Regions from separate parts of the Gossypium hirsutum genome. Here all the other regions are linked to region 1. The links are chromatin contacts, called in public Hi-C maps. All regions are on one chromosome and are shown on one strand. Each heading gives the region's core, a stretch centred on a gene start, on an enhancer-like site or on the middle of the called end of the contact. The rest is flanking DNA. Distances are from core to core; before and after follow the strand shown.

The links. Hi-C and Micro-C count contacts between places; a contact is called where the count stands out from the background.
Region 2: a Hi-C map of leaf shows a contact between it and region 1, with 2.4 times the contacts expected there. The contact joins the promoter of LOC107921991 here to the promoter of LOC121213668 in region 1. A contact is called at or near these places in 3 of 34 Hi-C or Micro-C datasets (callus, leaf and petal).
Region 3: a Hi-C map of leaf shows a contact between it and region 1, with 2.8 times the contacts expected there. The contact joins the promoter of LOC121213665 here to the promoter of LOC121213668 in region 1. A contact is called at or near these places in 3 of 34 Hi-C or Micro-C datasets (all in leaf).
Region 4: a Hi-C map of leaf shows a contact between it and region 1, with 3 times the contacts expected there. The contact joins the promoter of LOC107948905 here to the promoter of LOC121213668 in region 1. A contact is called at or near these places in 14 of 34 Hi-C or Micro-C datasets (callus, fibers, hypocotyl and 2 more).

The regions. Positions count from the first base shown.
Region 1 is chrD01:46,612,113-46,617,046 of Gossypium_hirsutum_v2.1, reverse strand. It overlaps LOC121213668, which reads left to right and starts at 2,926. Exons shown (of 2, transcript XM_041086550.1): 1 at 2,926-3,906; 2 at 4,042-4,404. The coding sequence starts at 3,675. The coding sequence ends at 4,223.
Region 2 is chrD01:46,107,428-46,112,361 of Gossypium_hirsutum_v2.1, reverse strand. It overlaps LOC107921991 (putative receptor-like protein kinase At4g00960), which reads left to right and starts at 2,516. Exons shown (of 6, transcript XM_016851799.2): 1 at 2,516-2,814; 2 at 3,294-3,433; 3 at 4,025-4,235. The coding sequence starts at 2,802. LOC121213588 reads left to right here. Exons shown (of 3, transcript XM_041086383.1): 2 at 1-30; 3 at 419-1,160. The coding sequence ends at 610.
Region 3 is chrD01:46,238,762-46,243,695 of Gossypium_hirsutum_v2.1, reverse strand. LOC121213665 (myosin-binding protein 2) reads right to left here and starts at 2,290. Exons shown (of 4, transcript XM_041086545.1): 1 at 439-2,290; 2 at 222-350; 3 at 1-133. The coding sequence starts at 1,753.
Region 4 is chrD01:46,312,993-46,317,926 of Gossypium_hirsutum_v2.1, reverse strand. It overlaps LOC107948905, which reads left to right and starts at 2,427. Exons shown (of 9, transcript XM_041086547.1): 1 at 2,427-2,790; 2 at 3,824-4,174; 3 at 4,265-4,480. The coding sequence starts at 2,551. It also overlaps the pseudogene LOC121213589.

The DNA of each region.
Region 1 (4,934 bases), core at 1,677-4,176:
ATTTTCTTTTTCCTTTTTCACGTTCACCTATTTTTTCTGTTTTTTCTTTATTTTTTTCTTTTTGGTAAAGAAAAATGATTGTGTTTATGGTTTTGGGAAGCTTTGTTTCTTTGTCGTCGAGTCAGCATCTGGATGTGTTTGATCGCGAATCAGGTGTGGGTTTTGAACCTTTTAAATTTTCATTAACGAATTATGGTTTGTTTCTGTGAAATTGAAAATCGTTGTGTGCTTGTGGAATTGATCATTTGAAAGGGGCGATTATTGTGGAATAGCTTAGAATCGGGTGTGATTTTGATATATTTTTGAGTAATTAAGGATTGGGGAGTGTTTCAACAACAAAGGCACGACCGGTAGCCAATTTCGGTGTGGTTTTGTGACCACACGGGTGGCCAGACGGACGTGTGCCCCCACACGAGCAGTTCACTCGGCTGTCGTGTACAATTAAGAATAAGGGTTTCTGAGCAAAATTTGGTGCCAGACGAACTGGCTATACGGCACTATGGCTGATTTGGAGATTGTAGTTGATATTCACATGGCCGTGCCCCTAGGCACACGGGCGTGTGTGTTTGGGGATTAGGGATTTAGTTTTTGGTGCCACACGACCGTGTGGCCAATTTGAGGATTTAGGGATCCTACACAAGCGTGTATTTTGGACATACGACCGTGTCTGGTGGGCACACTGGCGTGTGAAACCCTCACACGATTGTGTCTGCCCTATACTCTATTTTAGTACAAATGGATAGAGAGTTACACGACCTATTCACATGGCCATGTCCCTGGCTTACACGGGCGTGTGCCTCAGCCACACGGCCGTGTGGTCTTAGGTCACCAAATTTAGTAGGTGTACGCTTTTTATCTAAAAATGTGTTTGTTTGTTTTGACTCTTGGCTAGGCATTAGTGAAGGTAGTGAAGACTCTGATCTGGGCTTCGGCGTATGTGTTATTTGTGACTGTTGTATGAGATGTCTGACTCTGAACCTAGTTAGCTGGGTGTGTGGGTATATCTGTTTCTGTTTGACTGCTTTTTCGACGTGTTCATTGTTTTTGTGAGGTTGTAAGCATACACACACACTTGCATAAAGTAATTTTAGGGTTGGTTGTGAAGAGAAGGAAGACTGATTCTGGTCTGATCTGGCAGTTTTACTGCAACTTATTCGTACAACGGTTTACCACACTGTACCGTATGTACGTCAGCTTTGTTGCGTACTATTATCTGATTTGGCAGTTTAAGCTGCAACATGTCTTTACAGTGGGTTATCGCATTGCACTGTACTACATATATGCCAGTCTTGCTGCATATTATTATTTGAGTGGCTTAGTCCATATACAAGGTCCTATATGGTGTATTTGGTTGGATGAGCTTAAACAGCTCTTTTGGGGTGTGATCGGGGATGGAGAGGTGTTTTGGTTGCATTCATATGCATCTGGATGTGAGCTACTTGTTTATAATCTACCTGTTCGTTTTAACATTTATGACCGATTTTGTGTGCATGGAGGTGTTAGCGTAGTGACATTTTGGATTGTGATGATTAGTATTTTTGTATCGACCCGTTAACGGGTTTATCTGTTGAGTATTCTGTGTGTAATTTGGATGCTTTGACTGTTACGTTTGTTTGGGACATTGGTTTCGAGTTTGCTTTCTGTTTTTGTGTATCTTTGTAAGTACTTTTCGTTATCGAACTACTATTTAGTTTCTGATCTGTAATTTCGTTGTTAGATACGTTTTGAACTCACACTGAGCTCGTGTAGCTCAACCCCTTAGTGTTTCCCCTTCCAGGTACATTTCTGTTTTCTAATGTTAGACTCAGCATGCCGGAGGTCTTAGAAGGATATGTTTTAAAATGAGCCATTTGGTTCCTTCCCCAATTTTTAAGTCTTGTTAGATTGTTTTGGTTTGTATTAATTTTAAGAACTGCGAAAAAAGGGTTTTATGCGGATTTCTGCATAATGCTATTTTAGATTGAATTTGTTTTTTTTAACTACGGAATTAAGTTTCCGAACGCTTTAATGCATCTTGAGAATTTTTTATTTAAAATGATTAAACGTTTGTGAAATTATTTTCGATCACTTCGATGATCAATGTAACCTCTAAGATTCGGTCCAAACTTCTAGGCTAGGTTATAAGGTGTTACACCCACGACTGCAGCAGGAGTAGGCAACCACCGATTGACATCTTATCCGGTTTCGTCACCTGACACAAATCTTGGTACAACGTGGCCAACACGATTGATCCCTAACTCAGTCGTGTGTATTCTTTGAAGTCAGCTAGGTTTAGTAGCCACCAGCGTACCAAAATTTAAGATTTATCATGCATTAAAATGCCCCCAATTAACCTCAGATGAATGCTCGGGCACATTGTTCTTTGATGACGTTGATCGCGTTCGGAGGAAGCTCTTTGAAATTGGTTTCCAACCACTTCATCTATATTCGACCACCTTGAAACTTGTTCAGGATCTTTCCCAAAAATGCCTCACAAAGGTTCTCTTTATCGGGAATGATCGTTGACCCCGTGATGATTGACCTATCCACCGATAAATCGAGTTGCAAAGCCATGGTATTTGTAGAACATCTTTCCAAGCTAAAATTGAGAGAGTTGGATTTGAGAGAAAAAAAATTAAAATTGCATGGTATTTGTAGAAAAAAATTACCGTTGGAGCCCTTTAAATCTTTTTACCGTTGCAAGCCAACGTTCAAAAAGCCGCTGGAATTAATTGTTGACGGATGAGCTTTTTGTATAACTGATAGGAAAACGCGTTTAACTGATCACGTTTTCCATTTCTCTTCTAAAGAACGACCTGTTTCCCTAAATTAGAAAAATTACCTAAAAAAACTAAATAAAAAATTGACATATATGACTAATTTAATGGAAAAATCTTGAAAGAAACTTTATTTATAAAAATAAAACAAATTGAATATTATTGTTGTAGAAAGAAAGAGGAGGAGAATATGGCGGTTGCGAACGAATAGGTGGCTTGGTGGGCAAGGAGCGATGAACGCGTAAATATACCCAAATGCTAACTCTATACGGAAATAACAACTTCCTTATATATATATACAGTGCAACCCTACGGCAAGAGAGAGAAAGAAACCCTTTTCCTGCCTCCCCTCTATAAGGCTCATATACCACCTCAACCTGAATTACCCTAATCATTTTCCTTGTTTTGTTCCTCTATTAAATACCCCCAAACGCTTCCCACACCTTCTACCTACAACCACTAAAATTCCTCTCCTTTTTTCGTCGAAATCTGCGTCCCAGAACTTCTTTTTTTTCTGGCTCTTTTTCCCTTTTTGTTGGAATCAAACCATTGATCTTTTGGTATTTTTGTGAATGGTGGAAACAATTTGGAGCTGTAGTATATTGATGCTCTCCCTTTGCAAATCGAGGGCGAGCACTCTCCTTCCTCTTTCCGCTGCTTCTGCTTTCGCATTCGGTTCTTGCAAAGAAGGCTGGTACTACCGCTGCCTTGGCCTTGACCCATAAACAACCCCACCTCAATACCTCTATTCCTTTCCACCAATAACCCAGATTTGGTTTTTTTTTTGTTATACGCCCCACAAAATAACAAAACAAACCCTTGTTTCTCTTTTCTCGGTTGTTGGTGAATTATTCATTCGCCTGTTTTTGGTTTTGATTCTTTTTCATTTTGAATTTTGAACAAAATTTTTTTGAAAGAATGTTGCTTTACAAGCAGAAGAAGAGCCAGGGTCCCAAGGGCAACAGGCTCTTGATTAGCGTCACTGTTCTCGGAAGTGCTGGGCCGATCCGTTTTGTTGTTAACGAGGAAGAGCTCGTTGCTGCCGTCATTGATACTGCTTTGAAATCCTACGCTCGTGAGGGTCGGCTTCCTGTTCTCGGATCCAATCTTAATGATTTCCTCCTTTATTGCCCCAGTGCTGGATCAGATGGTATGTCGGTTTTCATTTCAATCTTTAAAGATTAAAAATTTCCAGGATTTGCTTATTTGATGTTAAATGGTGTTTTATTTGGGAAAATTAGTAGTATTCATGATTTTGGGTGTTTGGTATGTTTTTTCATTGCAGCACTAAGTCCATGGGAGACAATTGGATCACAAGGGGCAAGGAATTTCATGCTGTGCAAGAAGCAAAGGACTGAGAAAGTGAAAGACGACGGGAAGGCAGCTGAATCAATTAATAGGAAGGCAAGTGGGAATTGGAAGGCATGGTTTAATAAATCCCTCAATCTCAAGATTTCCTCCCATTAATTAAATAATTCCCAACCCTTTATGATCCTATATTTCTTGGGTTAGCTTTATTTATAAATAAAGCATTGAAAGTTAGTCTATTATCATTAATGGCCATGGTAGAGTGTTGCTTATGTTTTTCACCTTATTTCTCATTTAGGTGAGAAAAGACCTGCAGGAATAAATTGGAACTTGTTTTTCAGTATTTTGCCTTATGCGATAAGAATGAAGAGAACATTCATGGTGTGCTTGATTTTCCATTTCTGTCTTTGAAAGTGTTGCGTTCTATTGTTGAATGGCTTTTGATGGATGATTCTATTAATCTCATACTCTACGTAAGGTTTGGCTTACACCCAGTGTTCAAAAAGTTGTTCTGAATTGTCCATAAACATGTATTTTCAGTAGCTTATATCCATTGCTTGAAATGTTCTTCTGACTTGCCCTTAATATTGCAAGTTGCTTTCAAGGATTTTGATTTGGGAATTGGATATGGCTAGAAATATATAGGACATGATGGATGGACTGAATCATTCAGACTATGACCAATTTAAGAATTCTATTCAACATTATCGCCTGATGGATGCTTATTCTTAGGAATTGGTTCTTTTTATTGAACTTAAGACCCAAAATCAAACCACTTAATTAAAAGTGTATTATTGAGGAGCTGGTTGTGTGGCACTTTCTGAAGGGTCTTTTGAATAATTAGATGTTCGGTGAGGCGAAATAAGCGGC
Region 2 (4,934 bases), core at 1,267-3,766, 500 kb after region 1:
GAGCAAGGTCCGACGACGTGTTTTGAGAAGGTAAGACTTCCCTCTCCTTCCTCTTTTATTTTATTTTGCAAGTATATGTAAAAACGAAAAGAATCGAAGAAGAACAAAAAAAAAGTAAATCGGAAATCACCTTATTTCTTATTCAATTTCTCTGTGTTCTTTCTTTCATAAAATGATCTCCTCCCTTTTATTTATTTTTTTATATGAAAAAGAAACAGAAAATAAATAAAACCAAAAACGATAACAGAGACGAGATTCCCTTTCTAAAAATTTCTTTTTGTATTTCAAAAATCCCCCCCTTTTTACATCGTTTGGTTTCTGGCTTATAAAGACTAAATACAAAATATTTTTCTTTTATTTTTCACTGTTTTTACACTGCCTCTACTATTCTTGGCTGCTGTTTTCGTCTTTCTTGTAGGTATTCCTTTCGGCTTTCTTTTGCAGACGCTGCGGTCAACGGAGGCAAGGATTTGCCGTTTTGGTGCAAGTAGGGGATGCCTCGGGAGACGAGTGCGCTGGAGTCACATGGGCAGCAACGACGCATAGGAAAGGAGGGAACCCTAGGATTCCCTGGTGCTGTTTAGTTTTTGGGCTCTATTGGGCCGTTTAGGGTTTTAGATTACTTTGGGCCATGTTGGGCCATTAAGGATTTGGGTAAGTAGTTTGTTATTTTATTTTGTTTTGTAATTGGACTCTTATTGGGCTGGTCAAAAATTGGGCGTGTACATCAATATTTTAACATTTTTATTTATATATTAAAATTTCAAATATGTTATAAGTTTGACGGATAAAACTCAAAATTGTACATCAACTTTATTCAATGTGCAATTTGATATTTTTTAAATTTGATTTGGTGCAATTATACACGTGAATTTTTAATTTTGATTCAATTATACATATTCTAATAAATAAATACATCAATTTATTGTGGAGTGTGCCTTGCATTTTTCCCCGAAATAGAGTTCACGTCACAACAAGAAGATTCACCACATCTCAACACGTGATGAAAGGCGTCCTGACGAGGCAGCAACCACGTCACAACGTGACGACGTGTTCCCAAAGCTTCTCAATTTTCTTCTTCCGGTTAAACTTTGATTACTTTAGGGATGTTTTAGTCAAATTTGTACACAAAATTTAGCCTATAAAATAGACACTTTTCTACCTTAGAAAGATTTAACCCATAACACTTTTAGATATTAGCTTTTACAAGTTTACAGGGAATTTTGTGTTTAAGTTTTGAGGTTCATTTTCGGGATTCAGGGTTTAGTCTTTATTTCCATCTTTGTATTCTTCATCTTTGCCAATTTAGTGAAATTATCTTTGCCTATGGTTTTTTATTTTCTTTGGAGGGATTTTTCCACGTAAAATATTCATGTTCAATTTCTTCAATTTCTTCGTTATTTTTTTTTTGTTCGTTGTTTACAAGAGTTTATGCCCAACATTTATTTTTACATTGAATAAAAACAATTATTTGTGTTTCGATTGAGTTTTAGTTCGGTTGACATCAACCTTGTTGTTGGTGCAAGAGGACGGGAGTTCGAGTATGTTGAAGTGTAATTTATTCCCTTAGTTACAGATGAGGAAGAGTTTTGGGTAGTTCTAATCATTATATTAAAAAAAATTATGTGTAGGCAACATATAACAATAAAATGGTTAGTGATTTAGGAAGTTTGAATCTAATCAAAATTTATGTATAACAACATTACAAATTAAGTCAAAATTCATGTATAATTTTAATATTTGTTTTGTAAATTTATTCTTATAAAATTTATTTGTATTCTCGTTACAATTCACCTCACAGACAATTTTTGAATTTAAACACTTATTTCGCCTCATTACTAAGTTATTCTTAATTACATTAGAGGTAATCAAAATATCCAAAATCTATATGAATTTGAAAAAAATTCACTTTCCAATTCCAAATTTTGAAATTTCAAATTCAATGGGAATTCACTGCTGATATTTATCTTGATCTTCATCTTATATAAGTCCTGTTTGATTTTATTTTAATTAGTTTTCATCCATAATATATTCTTTGAGTCTTGTTTGAATATAAGAATGGTGAATTCTTTACATTGATAATACAAAAAAAATTACAAAAACAGTAAATATTGTTTTTATAATAAATTTAGGATCAACCCTCAAAGCAATTATCATCACCCAATCATATTAGGTGAAACAAAACTATTTATTTTAAGTGGTGCCATTATATTGTTAAACAAACAAACGAAAAAAAAACATACGAATTTCTTTTTAAATATCGAATAAATATTGAAGAAATACAAAAAGAAAGTATACTTTTTTTGTGTTGCTGGTAGCACCACTTAAAATTATATATATATTTTCACTTGAAATTGAATAATAATGAGTTATTTTTAAGGCTAATAGTATTCACATAAATTTAGATAAATAATTTACTACATGCCCTGTTTCTGTAATTATTTTTTTTTATTATTCATGTAAAAACCCGACCCTAAATCTTTCAAATAATAATAATAATGACAGTAAATAATTCATGCAAGAACAGTGCAGCGACTCGGACGGGCTGCTGAATAGTGAATTGGAAATCGAAGAAGATGATAGAGAACGAGTTGACTCACCAAAAGGAAAGAAGCAGAAATCCATTCCGAACAAATTTATATAACCTAAGGGTTTAACCTCAGGGGAAGCAAATTAAATTTGGGGAGAGACTCATTTTCTTATCTTTAAAAAATGGGGCGAAATGATGTTTACCGGCGGGAACAATAGCGGCAGGTATATTGTGATTGATTTGTAGTAGTGGCAAATTACAAGTGAAAGCAATGCTTATAGAAGGTAAGAAAAGGGCAGATGAATTGAATACAGAAGAAAGAGGAGAGAAATAGTCTAGTGTCAACCAGCTAGTCAACACGTTACGTTTCCGTATACATTTCTCTGTTTCCTCCTTCAACAAAAGCTAGAAAATATAGTACGCCAAATTTAACATTCAAGTTCCCGAGCTAATCTTCTGCCTTCCTCTTTCTCTCCCAATTGTTCAAGCTCCAATCTTTCCCTAGAATTTCTTTCTTCTTTTTTATTTCTATTTCAGTTCAGAAAGTTCTTTCATTTCATGATCTAGTTTCTACCAGGTTTCTGACTTTCCATGACCAAATCCAAGGATTTCTTTCTAAATCTAATCAAACCTTTTAAGTTTATCTCAAGCAAAGGTAAAATGAAAAACCCATTTTTTATGCGGAAAAGTTTAGAAGAAAGAAAAATAATTTGATGCTTTTCTACATGTTTTGATGATTAATTTTTCGGTGATCTTTGATCAGACAGGCGGAGTAGAGATGACTTGGAGAAAATAGCTCAACAAGAGCAAAAGCATTTCCCTTTCGAGATTTTAGTTGCTGCTACCAAAGATTTCCACCCACATCAGAAGCTGGGTGAAGGAGGTTTTGGACCTGTCTACAGGGTAAGATCGTCCTGCTCAAACTCTTGTTTGGTTGCCTAGAAATTTGAACTTTATTGATCTTTTGATTTATTGAATGGTTCTTTTGTTTCCATAAAAAATGTAATTGATATGACATAAAGGATTGCCGCAGATTCTTTTTGAAGGAAAAAGAAAGATTCTACTTTCCTAGGTATTCGAAGTTTCAACTTTTGCAGCTGAACAATATAATGAACAGCAAATAACGAAAATGCCTTGTCCTAAAAGGCCAAGACTACTTTAGGACCCCATCTCTGACTATTAGCTTTGATCAAAATCGAACCATCTGTTCCCTTAACCCTGTCAAACCATTTAGCCGTTTTCCCCCTTTAGATGCCAAGAAAAAGAGGCAAAGCATATCAATTTGTTAATTGATGTTGCACTCGAAACTAGAATGTTTTTGTTAGTTCAATCGATTCAATAAGCCTGCCTTGGTTTTCTAGTTATCAGATCTTTCAGCAAGCTTTACAATCATGTTGCTCTTGTTTTCTGGTTTCAAAGTGATGATTTCTCTTGTTCATCAACCCTAGACAGTAAGGAATTTCTCTAACTTAAGGACTTTTGCTTAATTTATAGGGGAAACTAGATGATGGAAGAGAAGTTGCAGTGAAGAAGCTATCTCATAGCTCAAGACAGGGTAAAAAGGAGTTCGAGAATGAGGCTAGGTTGCTAGCTCGTGTTCAGCATCGCAATGTTGTTAATCTTCTTGGTTACTGTGTACATGGAGCAGAAAAGCTTTTGGTATATGAGTACGTCACTAATGAGAGTCTAGACAAGCTTCTTTTCAGTAAGTTGCACTAACTTCTTTGCTTCTACCATTTGCACACTATGCTTCATGGCAGATTATAATGACTAGAATGGAGTATAATTGAGTGATTCCTTTGTCTTTAAAGAAGATCTTGGGCTACACCACTATGAATCAATCCTCTCCCATGCCATTAAAACCACCCCTCCCATTTTTGTACTTGAATTTGAGAACTCTAAGCTGGAGTCTGAAATTTTAACTTATTCGTAACATCTAGACTGCGCCTGATTGTAATTGTTAAGTCCACTATGATTGAAATTTAAACCCATTATGGACATGCAAAAGCATTTATATATGATCTTAGATATTGAGATCAAAAATACTTCTTCTAGTTCTAGACTCTCTTACGTGAAACTCAATTTCAAGATTGTGTGGTTGAAACTGTCAATTAATTACCACATTATTTATCGTTAACTAGTAAAAGGATCCATGTCTGGAAAAATGCAGTTCGTATATTAGCGGAAAGATGATGAGAAGGAATATTAGGCTGATTTGTAAGAGGTCCTGTGAAGTTATTTGAAAAAAAATGTGGGTGGATTTCATCAAGGATTTAACCTTGAGGTGCTGCTTTAATTTCCCCACCTCTCTTTTTTCAGCACATATGCTGGATCTATTATTGTTTTATTATTTCGTATATATAAAATTATTTATTTCTAGCACAGTCTATTGTTTCTCTAGCCT
Region 3 (4,934 bases), core at 1,041-3,540, 370 kb after region 1:
ACTTTATCTTCCTCAATATCATTAAGCTCTGAAGATAATGATAGATGGTTTTTCATTGGTTGGTCACTAGTCTCACTCTCAAATGTTGCAGTTTTAAGCTGCTGCATTGTTTCTTCCTCAACATCCTTGGAGCCTAATGTAAAGGAATCCAAGATTAACAACACCTCAATAAACAAAATTCTTAAATTAAAAGACATTTTAAATTTGGAATTAAGGTTTACCACGATCAGCATCTGCATGTAATTCAGAACTGGTTGAGGGATCTCCTTGTGTGCATTCATATAAATGTTGTATTTGAATATCTTCAATTGTTTCATTAAACTGCACAACATCTGTCCCTATTGATATTGCTGAAGACATTGCAAAAAACTTTAGTCTTTAATAGTTCAATAATAGGCATTTGGTAAAAATTTATATCAAATTGGATTAAGCAAGTACCTTGATTAACATCTAAATCGATTTCCTCTTCTCTTGTTGTGGCATTTGGTTGAACATCATCAGCTTCATTCAAGGAGGGCATATTTGCTTGAGTGGTAGCAACATGTTGATCATCTTCCTTCTCCATCAAATCTAGCTCCACTGCAGGAGTTGAAAAGCCCTCCTTGCCATTAGGCTCCATTGGTTCATCCACTGCATCAATGGTTTCCTCTTCACTCACATGGGGTGAAAGGGGTGTCACTTTCTCCGCTGAACTGCAACCATTCTCCACAACCAACTCCACTCGTGTCCCAGGTTGCTGCAAATCAAAGTCCAAAATAACATCTCCAGTACCAGCAACGTCTTCATCTTCCTCTGTGAACTCGTATATTTTTTGGCTTCTCATAGCAGTAGAATCCATCAATTCAACTGGAATCAAATGGCAGTCATCCCCCCCGATATAAAACTCCAGATGCTTGTTCAGAATTTCAGGAGACTCCTCTTTGGCACAAGTGACTTGAGTTAACCCCTGGTCAGCCATTGACACAGTTAAGTCTCCTTCATCCACTGAAGATTGATCTTTCTCTATAACCACATCGTCTTCATCTCCATTAGCAGCCACTTGGTTGCAATCAAAACTAGAAACAAAATATGAAAACTCCTCTTTTTCCACTTCCCTTGGTTCAATACCTTCATCATCAGAAATGATGCCAACTCTCTTGTTTTCTTCAATCATCTGTTCATCTTTATGATCACCAGCCACAAAATCTGATCTGATTCCATCTGAAGCATTACCCTCATCTGCAATAATACCCTCAACTTTTTCTCCACCTTCAGTGATTAAATTTCCTTCCTGGGGATAATCCAAAACCTCCCAGGAAGGTTTAATCATGAAACAAGGAAGATTCCACTTTTTCTCCACCATGACACCACAACAAGAACACTTGAAATCCTCATCGCCGTTTTCCATCACTTCATCATCACCATTCTCCGACGGCGACGAGGACAAGCAATCCTCACACATATCTCGAGATTCAGAGAGTTTCCGATGATTTGAACAAAAACCCAATTTAGAAATCTCATTGGCATGATCATCACACACAAGATCTCTATATGATTTGTACTTTGATGGCTCAAAGATATGATCAAGCCTAGAACACCAAAGGCAGGGCCTTTTAAGACCAAAGTAATCAGCAAACTTGATGATCAGATAAGAAAACAGTGAATTCAAAAGGAGGAGAACGATCAGAATCCATTCTAGTAAGACGTAGACAAGAATAAGAGTGATCCTATTAGTGTTTTTATGCAACATGGTAGCAAATTTGTTGGCAGCCATTAATGATGCTCTGTGTTTTCTGCTATGTACAGAGAGGAGAAAAGGGACAAAACAGAAACAAAAAAAAAAAAAGAGAAGAAGTTGTTAGATAAGAAGAAGACGAAAGAGCTTAAGATAAAAAGAGTTATGGAGAATGAAAAAGAAGTGACATTGAAATGGTTTTTCAATAAGGGAGAGAAGAATCGGAAAGTCTAAAGAAATGGGTATTATATTTTTTCAGACTTGGAAATCATAAAAGGCGGTTTTGAATAGGAAAGTGACAGCCAAAGAAGACTGAAACCCTGAGGAAAATCAACCCATAGAAATCATTTTCCACAAAAACAAAAATAAAAACTAAAAAACATTGAAAAAGGTTTGAGTCAGAGTAAATAAAGGAATTTATTTTCCTTGGTTGTTTTTTTGACAGAATTAAGCAACTATTGGGATCTTAAACAACTAAACTGATATTTGTTTTAAGTGATAAATTTTCATTTAGCTTAAGCTTAAGGTTGATGCCAATGGATTAATGGAAGGGGTAGAGGTAGCCAGCTATGGCAGCCCCCACCCTTACAGTCCCTCCAGTCTGGTGTTGTTTTGTTTGGGACAAAGAAAATGGGAGGCCCCACCAACCTTACCAATGGGTTGGTGGAGACCACTCTCAAAGTTAAAAGTGGGCTCCATTTAGGACAGGTTGCTGCTGCTTCATGTTCTTCCTGCTCCTTTTAACTCTGTTTTTCGTGGACACTATTTATCCTTTTTATCTCTGCCATACTATTCCTTTGTGTGAGAAAAGAAATGGACTCTTGAATTTCAGTTTCTAGCTTTGGATTCCTTAAACTTGCTCTTCTTTTCTTTTATTTTCTTTTCTTTTTTTCTTCAAAATTTACAAGTATATTTACCTATACTGCTATATACTAGATATTTTATCAACTACAGATAGATGAATAATAAAAGTAAAATGCATAAAAATATTAAAATAAAGTTTTAATTAAATGGTAAATTAAAATTTTATTAATATATTTAGTATGTATAATTTTATTGGATTTCTTAAAAATAAAAACACTAAATTAGCTTACAACCTATAATGAAATTAAGTTATTTTGATTCTCAACCTATTATTGTTCACATTCTCAAATAGTTTAAGGATATAATAATATACCTATAATCTTATTACCATGTATTCTTAAATTATAGGCGTAAACTTAAATTTTGAATCAACTTACTATTTATTTTTATTATTTTGATCAATTTAATATTTTTATTTTCAAATAAAATTTTATTCTAACTAAAAAAAAACTCTAACCCTCAAAAAGAAAATCTCTTTTTGTTAACAGTAAATTTCATAAATTATTATAATTATAATTTATAATTTTTTTCAACATTATATATTTACTTATTAGCAAACAATTTGTAATAAAAATAAGAATTAGAATAATTTAACATAATCTTATGAAAATTGAGATTAAAATATAATAAAAAAAACTAAATTTATTTGTATAACAAAAAGAATTTAATAAAATATGCTTTTAAATAACCTTATATGTCTATAAAGAAATATTTGAATATTATTTTCCATCTAAATACATTAAAGAAAGTAGTGTAATATATTCAACATTTGATCCTATGTATAATTTCTTTTTTACGAATGCCAACTAAATTTTACAATATAATTTTGTTTACCTAAAGGTTATTGCACTTAAAAGAATAAGAGAAATATTATCCAAACTCTAACTGATCATTTAATTTAACGATTGAGGAATGTATTTTTATGTTAAGAAATATCGAAAAGAGAAATAGTAATAGTAATTATAGTAATAAAAATCATGTGATTTATTTGTAGATTATTTTATTCTCAATTTCAGTTACCGTAATACGAATTTTAGAAACTTCCAATATAGATAAGAAAATGATCTGGATTTCAATAAAATAATGAATTAAAAATAAATACATGTTTATTTACTAAGTTTGTTATAAATTAAGATAAATATTTAAATAAAATTATTGATATTTATTTACAAAATTTTCATATTTTTTATTTAATTTAATTATGCTGATTTGCTTTAATCAAGCTTTAATATCTAAATTATGCCCCCACTGGCTTTTTAGGTCCTAAAATCCCAACCCCAAGTTAAAAATTAAATTAACCATTAAATATGATTTTTGTTCCCTCTTCCTCTACTTTAATTTATATCATCAACCTTACATAATTTCCAGGCTATATAGGATTCCAGCTCAAAGGAAATTAATCTTACAATAAAGTACACTCAAACAAAATCTCCTTTTTTTTTTTAATAATCTTATAAAATTTAAGGGTTTTTTTTTGTTAATGTGGATCAACTTTGAAGAACATTGTTCAAAAAGTTGAGTACAATTATAAAAGATTTTTTTTGTTTTTGAAAAAAAAAATGTGAGAGAGCTTTCTAGTGTGTTTTTTTTTGACCAAAAGGGCGGTAAGAGGTGATCCCACAAAGTGGGCTGAAAAATTCTAGCAGACCCTCTGCTTTTGCAATCAAATACATAAGCTTTAAAGCATCATCTGGAATTTTTAAGAAAAATTAAAAAAAGAAATCAGTCTTGTTTTTCGCATTAAATCCGGCTTATATAAAATATTTCCATTCGGTCCAAGCTTAAACTCCTTTTGATTTTTCTAGAATTAAGTGCCATTCCATTCTTTAATCCAAAATATATAATATTTGGCAAGAAAGTAATCAGGATTACAATAAATTTTCTAATTAAATTTTGCTATTATAATGTATAATTTGGTAAATTTCAGTTTTTAAAATTTTGAAATTTCAATTTTGACTTAAATGGTAGAATTTGATTCCGTTAAATCAAATTTTATTATTTATTACGGCGAAGATGGGAGGTTTGTGTCCGACATATTCCGAGATATTAAAATGGGGTTGCGGACCACATGTCTAAATATGCTGATACAGGGGACTATTTGTTCCGTTTATTTGCAATTGCACCGGTTTCTATTAGAAATTTGTTGCATGAAAATCGTAATGGGTCTAGATCCTTTAATTTATGAATTAGTTGTTGTAAGCGTCTAGTGCTGTCTCTTTTTTACCTAAAAAAATATAAGTTGTAAATTTAGTTTATCTTCTATATTTTCATTATTTTTAACACATCTTCTCAATATTAAAATTTTAGTCCTAACTCAAAAAGCGAGTGTTAAATCCATTAATTAAAATAATATGAA
Region 4 (4,934 bases), core at 1,178-3,677, 300 kb after region 1:
TTACATCTTTTATTTACTAAATGACTAAAATGCCCTTACTTAAAAAAAATCCTATTTCACTTATCTCATGTCCATTTTTGTCCATCACTAACTAATGGTATAATTATCATATAAGGACCCCTAATTTATAGGTCCATAACAATTAAATACCTTTAACATATAAAACTCAACTTTCGCATTTTTTACAATTTAGTCTTTTTGACTAAATTGAGTGCCCAAACGTCAAAATTTTTGAACGAAATTTTCACGAAATCTTTCCGTGAAATTGTAGGCCATAAAAATATAGTAAAAATAAATTTTTCTTCATCGAATTTGTGGTCTCAAAACCACTGTTCCGACTAAGCCCTAAATCGGGATGTTACAGAAGAGATTGTAAAAAAAAGTCTTCTTTGCCTAATTTGGCAGGGTCTGATTCTTTGCCTCTTCCTTTGTAACCTTCCGCCATTGTTTTCCCAGCAAGACCGATCCTTCAATTTCTCGGATTTCCTATGGACTCCATCTCAAAACAAATTTCTTATCTCTTAAAACAAAGTATTCGCTTCTAGGTTTAAGTCAAAGAGTTTTTCTGCAAATCTCTACACTTTCTCTATTTGGTATTACAACACATCTAAAAATAACACCCTTGTTTGGTCGGCTAATGATAATTCTCTGCCGACCTGAAATTCGTCTCTTGTTATCGGCCACTGATGGTGTAATTTACCTGAGCAACACAACCAAGAAAAAAGTGATGACAGGCAGGCAATTTGTTATAGCAATAGCTAAAGTTGCAGTGGTATAAACAAGGACGACACTATTGATATCCACGCTTAAAGTTATCCTGAAATCCAAAATTTCTCAATAGTTGATATGATTTCTTCCATTGTAATGGCTACGAAAAAACCTTAATAGCATCCATAGCTTTTCCTTTCCTACAAAAACCCAATATAACAGTATTATAATGCACAATATCAACATTACACCCTTTAACTTTCATTCTACAAAGAAGCTTATAAGCTTCTTTAAGCTTCTTCTTCTTACACAAACTATTCAGCAAAGTAGTATAACTCAATGAATCATGTACGAATCCTTTATTCAACATATCTTCCAACAAATCTACAGCTCTATTCACTTGACTCTTCCTACATAGACCTTGCATTAATATCCTATAAGACTCAGCATCAGGCATAACGTCTCTCTCAAACATTTTGTTGAATATTTTGTAGGCAATGCTTAAATCTCCGTTCAAACAAAACGCACCCATCAAAATGTTGTAAGATTTGGTATTGGGGAAAACACCGTATTTATGGGTAGTCTTGAAAAGGTCGAAAGTAGGCATGATGAAGTTACAATGAGAAATAATAAGCTCGAGGATATGATTTAAGTGTCTGGGTAAAGGCTTAACGTTGAATTCAAGCATTTTGTAGAACACATTGAGAGCTTTCTCGAGTAAATCAGCTTCGACGTAGATTTTGATAAGGTAAGAAAAGAGAGTTGGGGTTACTCGATATTGATCAGATTTTAGACGAGCGAGAAGGTCGTCGATAAGAGAGAAGTTCTTCGAACAACCGAGTTTGAGGATGAGGACGAGGAAGGAAGAGTAAGAGTGACGAAAACTGGGTTGGGTGGTGGTGACATCGAAGATTTCTTTAGCGAGGAAAGGGTCGGACTGGGTGGATATCAGTTTCAAAACTCACATAGGGGAAGCTATTGGCGACGGTGATGGTTGTCGTTGATTTGAAAATTGGAGGCATCTCCATTTTTTCTCTTCTCCTTCTCCTCTTCTTCTTGTTTTTCTTCTTAAACCCTAAATTGGTGCTGATAGGGCTGTTAAATTTGTGGTAACTGACCAGCTGAAGGGTTTTTTGACACCAAGCACTCCGTCATCTGCCATGTCACTTTGCCGTGACATCTGTGACGGAAAACGACAAAAAGGACTGCTTTGTCATTTTTCCAAAGTTGAGTGACTGAAATGAAACTAAGGTGACTGTTTTGTCAGCTACCCCAAAGTTGAGTGACTGTTGGTGTAATTTACCCTTAAAAAATATATTTCTCTAATAAAAATAAATGACTTATTGTTATAAAAGAAAGCATCAAATGAAATTATATATATCTTGCTTATAATATGGAATGAAAGAATTAGGAAGGATGAAGGTGAAGATGAAGATGAAGATGAAGATGAAGATGAAGGGGGACGGAGGAGAAGTGAAAAATATAATATTAAATAATAATTTTTTTTATTTTTATTTAATATAAATTTTTAATTTTTAATATTTTATATAATTAAAAATGGTCCACGAGTTGAAAGTTTTTTTTTTTTTTTAACGGAGGGTAAAAGGTTGAAAAGAAATTTTAGGCAACTAATTCAAAAAAGTATAGCTTGAGGGCTTATTCATCAATTAAGTAAAAAAAAAAAGGAAAGCTTAAATATTCGGTGGCAAAAATCTAGTACATTCCATTATCCGGGCAGTGAGGAAAGGCTAAGGGAAGTGCCACTTCTACAGGGAGAATAACAATATAAAACCTAACACACCCGCAAAACCCTGCTTCCAATCTCACTGTTTTAGGCCAAAAATGATTGCCTCTGCTACTCTCTCACCTTACTTTAACATTAAGCTGCTCAATCCCCGGCATGTGTTTACAACCACCAAACCCAGGAGAAAATACTCTACCTTTTCTACAAAGTTCCATCTCAATCATCTTTGGAACGGTTTCCTCCAACCCAAGTCGTGCTCCCTCCGCACAGTCCTTAGGAAAGTTAGTGATGATGGTGGTTCCATTGATGCCAACCCACAGGAATCTGCTGCTGTTTCTGTAAGTTCCCAAGTCTAAGCTTCTTGCTTTCCCATCTGTGTCCTCAAAATTTGACTTCGAGAGCTTGTTCTGTTTGTTTTTCTTTTCTTTTTATATAGTTTTTTATTTGTTTAATGGGATGAAAGATGTTTCTAATTTAGAAACTAGAAACTGTATGGTTTCAGAATGTAACTTATTGGTCAAATGAAGTGCCTTTAAAACTTGTTAATACTATCATTTTCACTGGAAAACTGTTTTGGGGTTTACTCTATATTTGAAGGAATAAAGTTTTGATTTTGGATAAAAAATTGGGAACTTTACTTTTTCAGATAGAACGTAGTAATTCTTTTGTTTTTTGGCCATGGTGGTCGGCTATACAGATCATATTTGGGCCTCTGTGCCTGTTAAGACCATATCATTAGTGTAGCATAGAGTTTTCACTGAAGATGGGTTTTATGGAGCTTTGGCGAAATTAATCTTAAGAATGGAAGTCAAATAATGGTTGTCTAAGTGTTCTAGATTTTGAGCGATGTTAAAGAACGATAATTGAGCTTGATGAAATGTTACACATAGGTGACATAAGGTTATTTATTTGAATTGGAATGAGATAATTAGACATTTGAAAGGTGACATAAGGAGCTGGCTTATGCTCCCCTGCAGAACAGATTGAATGTTATCATCTCATTGTTGGATTCATACAATTTAAACGGTAGCTGTTAGGAGAGACTTTGATTGCTGACCTCTTGAGCTTTGCCTTTAGACTCTTGCTTCATGTCTTCTTTTTCTTAGCCTTATGTTTAAATTGAAGCTTTTAAGGACCCTGAAAAACTTTAGATGGTTACTTTTAGTCTTTGAATTTGCAACTCTTTCCTTTTTATTTTTCCCATAAGTTTTTGGAATGTACTTGCAATTAAAATTAAACTTTTATTCTAACTTCTCCCTCTCCTTTTTCCCAACTCCTCTTTCTTTTTTATTTCTTATTTAGATTTCTTAAGATAAGAAATGTTTATTAATTTTAGGTACATAATAATGCAGCTTGTTATGCTAATTCCAGGTTGGTGAAGGGACAAGCAGTAGCTCCTCCACTTTAGGTGACAACTACGTGGCTTTATTTGTGCGAATGCTTGGGCTAGACCATGATGCTCTTGACCGAGAACAGGCAATAGTGGCACTATGGAAATATTCACTAGGCGGAAAGAATTGCATTGATACCATTATGCAGTTCCAAGGCTGCATAAACTTAACTGTGAACCTTCTTAACTCTGAGTCTAGTGCTACATGTGAAGCAGCTGCCGGTCTTTTACGATCAATATCTTCAATCAATTTGTACAAAGATATAGTAGCAGAAAGTGGAGCAATAGAAGGGATAACTGGTTTGCTGAGTCGACCTTCCTTGACTTCTGAGGTACAAAGGAGGTATTTCACCTTTGAAAATGTTCATCACATTTATCTTGTTTGCTGAAATTTGAGACATATTATGAACTCACTTTTCCAGGTTAAAGAGCAAAGTATGTGTACTTTGTGGAACTTGTCTGTCGATGAAGAACTTAGAGTGAAAATTGCTAACTCAGATATCCTACCATTTCTTATCAATTCCCTCGATGATGATGACATAAAAGTGAAGGAAGCAGCTGGTGGAGTTTTGTCGAATTTGGCCTTGAGCCATTGCAATCACAGCATGATGGTTGAAGCTGGTATCATTCCGAAACTGGTGAGGATCTTTGCCGAATGGGGGTCGTTGTTTTCTAGTTAAATGACTGAATGGTTATCTGGTTGCATGCTGAATTGTTACATGCAATATAGTGACTTAATGTAAATGTGCTATAGCTTTTGTTTTCCTTGAAAAAGATGATGTTTGTTTATTGTTATAATCTTTTTTGTGTCTAAAAACTTGTGCATTCTGGTCCATCCTCTTCAGTATTGTTTGCAAAGCTTTCTTATTTTTACCCAAATCATGTTACGTGCCAAAATTGTCAAATGCAAATGTGAAGTATGACATTGTTTATATACCTTTACCAGGAAGCTTGTATTTTGTTTGCTGTCATGCAGTTACATTCTTGTTTTGTTTGTAATCTTCTTTCTTTGCATGCATTGCTTCCTTTCCAAAGTTTTAACCTTTAAATTCAATTTCTAACTAGTCTCCACAAATTTCATAAATTCAATTG